Regions from separate parts of the Mus musculus genome. Here region 1 is linked to region 2. Evidence: chromatin contacts called from public promoter capture Hi-C data. All regions are on one chromosome and are shown on one strand. The core of a region is the stretch at or near the end of the contact, and the rest is flanking DNA. Distances in the headings are between cores, read along the strand shown. Region 1 overlaps Gm34777 (a long non-coding RNA gene). Region 2 has its middle 19 kb from the start of Gm34983.

Region 1 (4,917 bases), core at 854-3,353, 200 kb after region 2:
CATTCCACCCCCGCCCCAACATTTGGGCTTTATAAAAGCCATTAAAGAGTAGGCTCCCAGTGAGGCTTCGTGACTGAGGTCTAGCCGTGCGTGCATGAGCTGATCAGCCTTCCATCCCAGGCATCGTTTTCTTTATCGTTGAACAGAAGATTGGACACCAATCACACAGCTATCAGTCACAACTTAAAAAAAAATAATAAATAAATAAATAAATCCTTGGGTAAAAGTCACAAGAGGAAGTAAAGTCCATTTGGGAATTTGAGAACACACAGGATCTTTTCTTTTTTTTTTTTCCCCCACCTCCCCCCCCCTCCTACCCCCACTCCCCTCAGGAGAATTTCAAAGTTTCAACCTGTTTCAGTGCTGCCCATCTGGCTGCTTTATTAATGAAAACAGCGGCCTCTTCTGAAGCTCTTTGCAAAGCAACTGAATTTTTGTAGAAAGAAAGAAAGGAAAGGAAACAAAAATTCACAGGGAAAACTTTCTCCATTTAACGCCCCTTAGTTTTTCTTTTATTATTTTTTCTAAGGAAAATAAAAATAAAAAAATCTCCCTGGAGGATGCTTCAGAGCGAGTGTGCGCATAGACATATTCAGTGCGTCATACCTGGTATTGTAGGTCTATTCCGCTGCGTGGGGGTTTCCAGAACAATTACATAAGTGTCAACAGAGCCAGGAACTTTTGACATTTGTGGCAGCTTAATGGCGTTCTTCTCATCATTGAAAATATCCTAATGGTTGCTTCCTTAAATTGAAAATGCCTAAAGCCGGTGGCACAGCAGGAGTTGACTCCGAGGCATTTCTGTCAAGTATGCTTTGTTGGCAAAGAAACCGGAGAAAATTTGTTTGAAATGAGACCTGGCTGATGCAGCTGCAGCAAACACGACGATCTAAATTGAATTCTCCAGTAAAAGTTATGTGAGGTCCTAAAGTCTGGTGAGACATTTTGGCTATTTTCCTGCTGCTACCCAGGAAAATAGTCTATAAACTTGGATGCCTGATGCTGGGGAGATGGCTCAATGGATTAGAGCACTGACTACTCTTCCAGAGGACCCGGTTTGATTCCCAGCACCTACATGGCACCTTACAACTGTCTGTATCTCTGAGACCTGACACCCTCACACAGACATACACATAGGCAAAACACCCAATGCCCATTAAAAAGACAGAGCAACAACCAAAACTCAGGTGCCCACAGAACATGGTTTCCTTCGATAATCTACTATCATGGTTTTGAGAAAGCTGGCTTTCAAAAGTGTCTAGCATATTCTAAAACCATGTTTTATCTTTCAAAATACCACATAACAGCTCAGGGAATGTAGTTCAATTGGTAGAGTGCTTGTCTATGACACACTAGATTTGAACCCTAGCACCATGTAAACCTAGCATGGCATTGACTCTTCTAAAGTCCGAGCCCTTGGGACATAGAGGAAGAGGGTCACAAGTTCAAGATTATTCACAGTCATACAGTCAGTCTAATTCAATGTAGGGCTACCAAAAAAAAAAAAAAAAAAAGCAAGATCCTATCTCAAATATAATTTTTAAAATAAAAATAAGTCACTGGATAAGATATGCTATTCCATGTATGACTCAAATGCTTATTTAAAACACTACCAGTTTGGTTTTCCTTTTAGGTAACCAATTTCCAAGATATATAAAATGAGAAGCTGAAGAAGACTCCAACAAGATTATCAACATTTCTTTTTTTTTTTTTTTTTTCATCTCAAAAATGAGTCCCTCAATTCCAAGGTTCTAGAAAGCTCTTGTAGAGGCTGGCTCAGAGATTAGGTGCATAGCTCTGCCACTGTCGTATTTTTCTGCAGATAAGATATTATAGGTCTGGGTGTTACTGTATTTATTGGCTCAAAGGACAAAGGACAAGCAGGCAGTGGGCTCTGACTCAGAGAGGCTTCTGTCCGCTCGTGTCCTGTGAGTTTTTGTTGAGGGGACAACACAGCCCATTGAGCACATCGCTGCCTGCCCGAGCACTGTTGAATTCTTTCCACATGACGAAGACCAGTACTCAAACACCTTTCCTAAGCAGCAGGACCTGACAGCACAGAGCTTCCCACGGAGATGTGGCAAGGCTGTGTGAACTGTGTGGGCTGTGGCCACGTAGGTGAGCATGTCTGTAGGAATTCTGACGTGGTAAGTAGCCCTAGGAGACACAGTCATTCTTCGAGTGTGCTTGTTGATGTTGGAGTGTGGCTTGCTCTCCAGGACTGTTTTCAAGAACCTACTTAAACACATATCCTTGGGCCGTTGGAGAGAAGAGGGAAAGAGAAATTTGTATCCCCTGCCAAGTTTCCTGGATAATATTTTAGGAGGAAATGATGTATGTGTCACAAGACTCAGAAGACAGCGATGGAAGAAGACATTCTTCATAAATAAGAACTTGCTGCCCATGTTCCTATTATTACTGCGGCTCTGAGATATAGCTTGAAATCTGATATGGTAATCCCTCGAGGGTTGCTCTTTTTGCTCTGAATTACTTTGGCAATCTGGAGCGGTTTCATGTGAATTTTAGGATTCTCTTTATCCTATTTTTGTACAGAATAGCATGAGGATTTTTGATTGGAATTATACTGAATCTGGAAATTGTTTCCTGTAGGATGGCCATTTTCACAATATTAATTCTACCAATCCAACAGCTCTCTGATTGGCAACCGACAACTCTTTAATTGGATTTAAAGTCCACTTAATGGCAGGAAATTCATCCTTAGTTCTGTAAACCTACCCAACTACTGGTGAAGTCATGTATCCTAAAAGGGAAGCGACTACCACCACTTCTTTAAACCAATATAATTTCTAACTGTATTCTAGATATTTACCCTTATTCCCACATATAAGTGAAGCCCTCACCCCTCATCAAAGAAGTTTTGGGTTGCGGCAGTCAGAGATCGCTACAGAAAGCCACAAGTGACCATGATTCCAGGCTCAGTTGATACATCTCCAACACAACTCCTGCACCTAAAGCTAAAGGCACAGGGAGAACACCGATTCTGCATGTCCGGACCAGGGGGTTGGCCGTGAGATAATGTCTTTCTGTATATGACCCGGAAGTTACACTCATGCAATCTTAACAATATGGTCACTTAAACAGGGTCAGCCCAGTGATATCACAAGTTGTCATGCCAACGTGGATGGGGGAAATTTCACAAGGTCCCACCTCTAGGTGAAGAACTACAGGCAATTAATGGCTGCTGAGAAAGAGAATCACTGTTATCTAAGGATAAGCCCTTCCATAGGTTATCTAAGCCAGTGTGGTTAGCCCTACTCACGTAAACGTAGGAGCAGAAAGGAAGTCAGGGAGATGCCTATTTCGCATTCTTGAAGTCTTCTCATTTCCCACAATTTGTGTCTAGTGACCACTAAAGCCACCTGTGCCTTTCCCTTCTGACTCTGGCTCTACTCTCTCTGCTCCATCTCTCCAGCTAATGCAGTTGGTGTCTTACCAGCATGTGCCTGGGTTTACTCTACGAACCTAACTTACCTTCTATCTTCCTTCAATAACCATACTTCATCAAGGGGAATCTTTAGCTTGCCATTGTTTCACATCAGAAATTCACTGGCTGTGTTTCTGTCCACTCTTAGGATGGAGCAGAGAACTGGGCAGAAGTGCCTTGATGGGATGGGCTACTCCAGGATCCATCCTATGATGTGGTCAGTACACTGCCCCAAACACTGCCCACCCATCATTTGCCCATTGTCCTAACATCTCCCTTCACTTTAGAAAGCCTGGCTCCAGCGTGGGTCAGGTGCCTATTTGTTGATTGTGGAGTCCCGAGAGTGCCTGCTTTTAACACTCTCACCAGACACTCCACAGGAAATGATGGCGAGATGGATATTGAATTGTCGATCAGCATGTGCCCACAATATGCTGGTTATAGAAGAGGCACTTAAGTGCAGTGCACAGTATCTTTCAACTTGTTCCAATAGCTTTGAAATCTCTTTGCTTCAATAGATATGGAAGTCCTTGATGAAAGTACTAAGAATTCATAAGATGATGAGGAATAATTCATCGGTTGTATGATCAAACGCTGATAGGGATGGACCAAGTATTCATTATATGAAAGGGTGGATTAATGTCACTGGAAGAGAACTCTTTGTTTTGGGTAGTTTCTAAGCTTTCAGAATGGCCTTCTGACCCAAAGCTGCTCATGACTAAGTTCATCAGATGTCACTTGGCTATCCTCCATGTGCCCCTTACGGAAGTAGCGAACCTTGAGACAAAGACTCTCTTTTGACTTCCGTACGCCTCTGTCGGCTTCCTATTTAGCCTTCATGGACTCTTTGCACAAGTAACACTCGTGCTTCATAGTTCTCAATAACTAATATCTAACATCATATCTAACATAATAAACAGATCATGCTTTGAAATCCGGTAGGTGTGGGATCCAGTTTAAACTCACCAATTACTAGCTTTGTGATCCCGGGCACTTTTAAAAACCTCCCTGGATTTCAGATGACATCCACGGGGAGTCCTACAAGTGTGAATGAAATAACATAAGCAAAGACACTTGTTAAGATGCTGGGCATGTGATGGGTATCCAGTGAAAGTCAGCTCCATCCTGCATCAATGCCTCACGGCTGGAGTCATGGAAACATAAGGGAAGATCATCTGCTAGAGGAAGCATCTGAAACAGGAAAGAAGAAAGGATTCCAGCGAGCAGGAGGAGCTGCTCCGACATGATTTAAAGTCAATTATTAGCTTTTTATGCACTACATAGAACAAAGTTGTTTTTTGTTTTTTTTTAAATTAAATGCTATAACAAAATCATTAAGGAAAAAAAAGTTAGTCCATACATTGCCTAAAGACTTGGCTAGTACTCAAAAGAAAACATGCTTCAGCATCTTGTTATTTTAAATGCTCTCCACCTGATGCGCACACACGGACACATACACACACGTGTGTGCA
Region 2 (5,250 bases), core at 341-2,840:
CAAAAAAAGTTGTGTCACCCACGGTCCCTTCCTCTGTAACTAATGGAGAGAGTAAACCAAGAAAGAGGAACAAAATAACAGGAACCTGCAAAGACATCTCCAACGTGATGCCATGGTAGAGACTCTGAGGACATAAAAGCATGGGATTCACTTTGGCAGCAGGGAGCACACTGATCCTTTCACAGGCATCCATGATAATCTTACAGAGATTACACAATGTTCCTGAATGCATCCGAAGACGATTCATCATTTTGGCAAAAAGCTTGGGGTTACGTGATCAGATGAAATTAGACAATAAATGAAGCTTTCTGCCCCTGTTAATATTTACATAGAGGACTAATTGTATTTTAAATGTTAAAGAGACTGCAATTATTCACATAAGGATATCAAAAGACTCACAACGTTGACTTCCTATACATCCATGCAGTTGGGAACACACTTCACAAATCATTTCTGGGAAAAGGAGGCAGGAAACCAACCGCCCCAAACAAATTTTTTCAAGCCAAGAAATGGCTTCAGGATAATAAAATTATCAGTCTCGAAATGAAAACTGCTAAGTGTTCAAAAGAACAGCCAGTCCAGATGGAGCAAAGAGGCACCCAAGAGATGCAAAGAGAAATTAAAGTTGACACTTTGTAATTGAAAACATTTTTAAAAGATGACAATGTAAATTGAAGAAATTAGGAACCTTAAGAAATGTCAAAAAAAATGTAAAGCTAAAATGAGCATACCATTCAGTCTGTGAATGCTGTCCTTATGGTATGAATATATAAACACGACTTGTTGACTCATTCTTTCAACCAAACACAAATTATCATTGTTTTTTTTTTTATTTACAACACTGATGGTAAAAATTACATTATTAGGTTTATTGACCAGAATGGCATTGATAAATTAGGCAAAGGAACAGTCAATTTACAAAGGAATTATAGTAACCATCAAAAGCCTATTTTAATGAAGAACAGTACCAATAGCTATCTCTGATAAGGTTGTTTCTTATATTTCTGTATACTAACTGCCCAAAAGGCCAACCTTCTAAAGAATCAGCGCTGAACACGAACAACAGTGAATACTCAACACCTGCTCCTTTAGTTAATAGTCCATAAAAAATGGTTTTATGATATTTTACACAAAATTATAGATGAGTCAGTCTATGTACTGACAATATTCATTAGCATAATACCCCACACCACACACATTACAATAGTAAATGCTTGCTTGAGAATAAGTTCACAGACAGCTTAAATGCAGAATCAGTAAGTAACCAGTTCCCTACTGTGTGCAAATTAATTCCCTACTTAATGCTCACAGCAATAGGAAAACACAGGAGCTTGGCCACTTTAGGAAGGGACTTTAAACCTAACTGGTGAAAGACATATGAATAAAATAGATCGCTGGGCCCCTAGGCACATCCTAAGGAAGATGCTAACAGAATAAAACTGGCAATTAGTGAACATTACACATTGTGTTCCATTCGTTCTGCGTGAAAATCAAACAGAAAAGCGCTCGAGAAGTCCATAGTGCAGTCCTCATTGTGACATGTCCTGAAAGGAACGTAAATCATTTTCTTTAACAGCACTGAGCTTGTTTGTTTTGTCGGATTGCCCACTCTAGTTCTTGAGAAATAATGACCACAGCTCCTCCAACGGCCTGCAGCGTTCTCTAAGGTTCCATGGGAGAGCTTTCCAGATGAGATTTAAACAAGCTGAGGTTTAAACACAACGTGGTAGCCAAGGCTGCCATTTTAACCTTTTAAATAATACTTTTTCGCTAGCATGCTATCACAATACTATCATAATGTTTAATAAACAAAACCTCAGCAGAGCTTTATGCTAGCTAGTGCTGGGTGCATTGACTTGGCATTTCCAACTTGACTCAGGTTTCAGTTGATCTCAGGAGGAAGATTTCTCCTACAGCCAGGGTACCCACAAGACAACAAGGTGATTGCTGAGACCTCCCATTCGCAAATACATCTCATGCTGATCACAATTTGTTTCATGATGTATAAAGAGACGAAAATAATACAAAAACAAATAAGATGATAAATACTCCATACAAATCATGTCCCAGCGGGTCTCATTTCACGTCTTCTGATTACAGCATTGGTTCGTTCGGTTTATCGGCTTTGTGATGAGTGAATTTGTTGAAACTGAACTCATGAAGTTACTTCTACTGCTAACATACCTTCTACCCGAATACAGCGTAGTGTTATGAGATATTTTTTGAAGGGAATTTCTGGACAACTAAATTCCACTGGGAAAGTTGTTCTGCGAAATCCTTTCTAGATCAACAAGATTATGCGTCTCTGAGAAAGGCTCCAGTCTACAACAGAAACACCGAACCATCCTAGGGTTTCTAGCCTATCGAGCACTCTTCACACCAGTAGGGCCACCAGCAGAGTCAGCCTAGGGTGCAGTATGGTCTTCCTCTTCCCACTGGGTTTTGCACAACACCTGCGAGTTAATCAGGATGTTTTGGGGTGTGCCTGCACTTCTCTGTCAACATCTCAGCTTTGGGCAGATGCCAGCCTGTAAGAGATTTTCATCTTGAGGCCGCTTCCTTTCTTGCAACACTGGTTGGACTGTTGCCAAAATCATCAAGCTACCGAGGGAACATCCCTTTTTACTTACTCCCATCCATTTCTGGATCAAAGAACCAGCCCTGAGTGCTACGACTGAAGATAGGCTTTTTTCCCCCACTCCTTCTTATTAATTACTCAACTAAAACAATCCTCACTAATCTCATTAGTCCCTTCTTTTTGACATGTTACTATCTCAGTACTGAGTTCATCTCAAGGATTTCTGCTTTGGTTTTGTTTGTTTGTTTTGCTTTTCGATTAAAGAAGAACGGAATGATTTAGGGCTACAATAATACTTATCATTCTATGAATATTCAGGTCTTTGTTTCTACATAGAAATAACAATGCAATTTCAATGCCTAATGACTATGGCAGTTTGTGTGTGTGTATGTGTGTGTGTGTGTGTGTGTGTGTTTGTGTGTGTGTGTGTGTGTGTGTGTGTGTGTGTGTGTATACCCACGGAGGCTAGAGATGGACATTGTAATTTTGCTACTCTTATGAATCATAATGTATATATGTGACATGCAGGGTATCTGATATGTGACCCCCATGAAAGGGTCATTAGACTCTAAAGGGGGTTGCAATCCATAGGTCAAGAACCTCTGTTTTACGCCATACTTTTGAAACAAGATCTCTCACCAATCTTGGGGCTCCATGATTTGGAACCCAAAAGTTCCAGGTCCCTTCCTCTTCCCATCCTAGTCGCTGGTTCCTGGCACTCTGATCACAGTCACAATCTATTTACCCAGCTTTATACGTGGGTGCCAGGAAGCTGAACTCAAGTTCTCATGCTTGCCAAGGCTAGCACTCTGCTAACTGGATTCTCCATTCCTCATTGCAGCATTTGTAAATATTAATCTCCACACATGCCGTGTATTTACTGACGCCAATGTAATGAAAATTGAAGCAACAGTGAGAATGGCCAAACCCCAACACACTGACAACTATAAATTGCTACAAAAGTGTGGACCACAAGAACTCATTTATTGTTGGGACAATACAAAATAGTACCATCATGGTAGAAGACAGTTTGGCAGCTTCGTGCAAAACACAAACTGTATGATACACCAGTCACTCTTTGGTGCTCAGTAAATGGAGTTGAAAACGTGTGTTCATGCAGGAACCTGAGTATGAATGTTCCACACTCAGTGGAACAAAGCTTAGATGCAGTCCCTCATCAGTGAATAGATAAATTCTGATACATAGAGTGGGGATTTACTCAGTTGTTTTAAAAAAAAAATGAGCCAATACCAAGCTTAGAATGCAGTTCAGTGGGAGAGTTCTTGCCTAGCATATCGAAGGCTTAGGTTCCGCTTCCTAAGGCTACAAAAACAAAACACTGGAAAAAAAAAACATGGATGCATTAAATGCATAGTGATAAAGTGAAAGAAACCAACATGAAAGGGTGCGTCCCATATGATTCCAATGTGATGTCATTCTGGAAAAGACGAAATTATTTAATAGGATTAAATAAATAAGTCGGTGGTTTTATAAGGACTAAGGGAGAGAAAAATAATTACACAGACCTCAGATGAGTATATTTGCAATGAAAACTCTGTCTGATGCTATTTGGCACATTAATGTTGTTATATATTTATCCAAGCCTATGTTTAACAGCAAGTGAACTCAAATGTAAGCTATAGACTTGGGGCAGTTACATTGTTCTATGTAGGTTCATCATTTGTAACAAGTGTACCATGTTGATGAGGGATGTTGATATTGGGGAATATTGATCACTGTGCCTGTGAAGGGGTGTTAGGAGAGAAAGTGTGGGGGCATACATGTTCTCTGTAGCTTCTCCTAGTTGTAAGTGTGGAAATTTCCTAGAAATCTAAACGTGAACCACCGGATCCCGCTCAGTACTTAGATACTAACGAAGAGTTTTATCTTAGCTTATGCAGTAGGGACTTTTCTCTTGGTTGAACCTGAGACCTTGATTGAATCTAGGAGTCAACTTCTTAATGCACTAATATATCAGGATGGAGAAAGTTTTTCTCTCCAAACAATGGCTCAGCATACTAAAAGGGTCAATCTAACCTGAGGCATGCTATCCAAGGAGGGCATAGCCTCCTGAACATATGTAGAATGAGACTCTGTCTAAAAAAAAAAAAAAAAAAAGAGGAGGAAGAGTAAAAAGGAGAAAGAGAAAGAGAAGAAGGTAAGGGAGAGGAGGAAGAGAAAAAAGAAAAGAGGAAGAAGAGAAAAGAAGAGGAAGAAGGCAGCAAAGGCTATAAACAAGAAAGGAAAGGAATGTTCATCTAGACCAGGTCTGTCTTTGTATGAAAGACTTTCCCCTATCACCGTTTAAATTTTACTATTAGAGAAAATTGGTTGTTCAAATTGCTCAAAGATGTTTTAAGAAAAAAAATTCACTTTCTCCAAAGTCTTAAGATCAGGAAAATGGTACACTTAAAATTGTCTGCTGCTGTGATCAGTAGACCTGATTTGGACTATATTACTCAACCTGTTGACGTATTCAAACCCGAATACTGGAAAGAGTAGCAATATCACAGCTCCAGAGCTGGCCACAGAAAAGGATTGACCATGGTATGCCTAGCCCAGCCTCTACACTTAAGATTCAGTGAACATCATAGAAGAAGGAGTAGCAAGAGCCAGGAAACCAGACATCTCCTGTGAGGTTGTGTCTTCTGTATATGATAGAATCTACAACC

The links. Promoter capture Hi-C pulls out the DNA fragments that hold promoters and counts their contacts.
Region 1: a contact with region 2 is called in a promoter capture Hi-C map of the C10 cell line. The contact joins two enhancer-like sites. A contact is called at or near these places in 7 of 39 promoter capture datasets (the C10 cell line, the HPC-7 cell line, hematopoietic stem and progenitor cells and 3 more), 1 of 15 datasets of contacts at CTCF or cohesin (CD8 T cells), 5 of 484 Hi-C or Micro-C datasets (DN3 thymocytes, bone marrow-derived macrophages, liver and 2 more), 8 of 115 datasets of contacts at active chromatin or transcription factors (the 230-238 cell line, CD8 T cells, acute myeloid leukemia and 5 more) and 1 of 9 other capture datasets (embryonic stem cells).

Annotation. Positions count from the first base shown.
Region 1 is chr10:99,234,582-99,239,498 of GRCm38.p6, reverse strand. It overlaps Gm34777 (a long non-coding RNA gene), which reads right to left. Exons shown (of 3, transcript XR_871999.2): 2 at 4,412-4,917; 3 at 486-813. Among named protein-coding and RNA genes, the nearest start is that of Gm34777, 4.0 kb to the right of the region's middle. Within about 2 kb of position 2,103, at least 44 of the 459 cell types and tissues checked have an H3K27ac peak or open chromatin away from gene starts, as enhancers often do.
Region 2 is chr10:99,438,496-99,443,745 of GRCm38.p6, reverse strand. No RefSeq gene overlaps it. Among named protein-coding and RNA genes, the nearest start is that of Gm34983, 19 kb to the left of the region's middle. Within about 2 kb of position 1,590, at least 76 of the 459 cell types and tissues checked have an H3K27ac peak or open chromatin away from gene starts, as enhancers often do.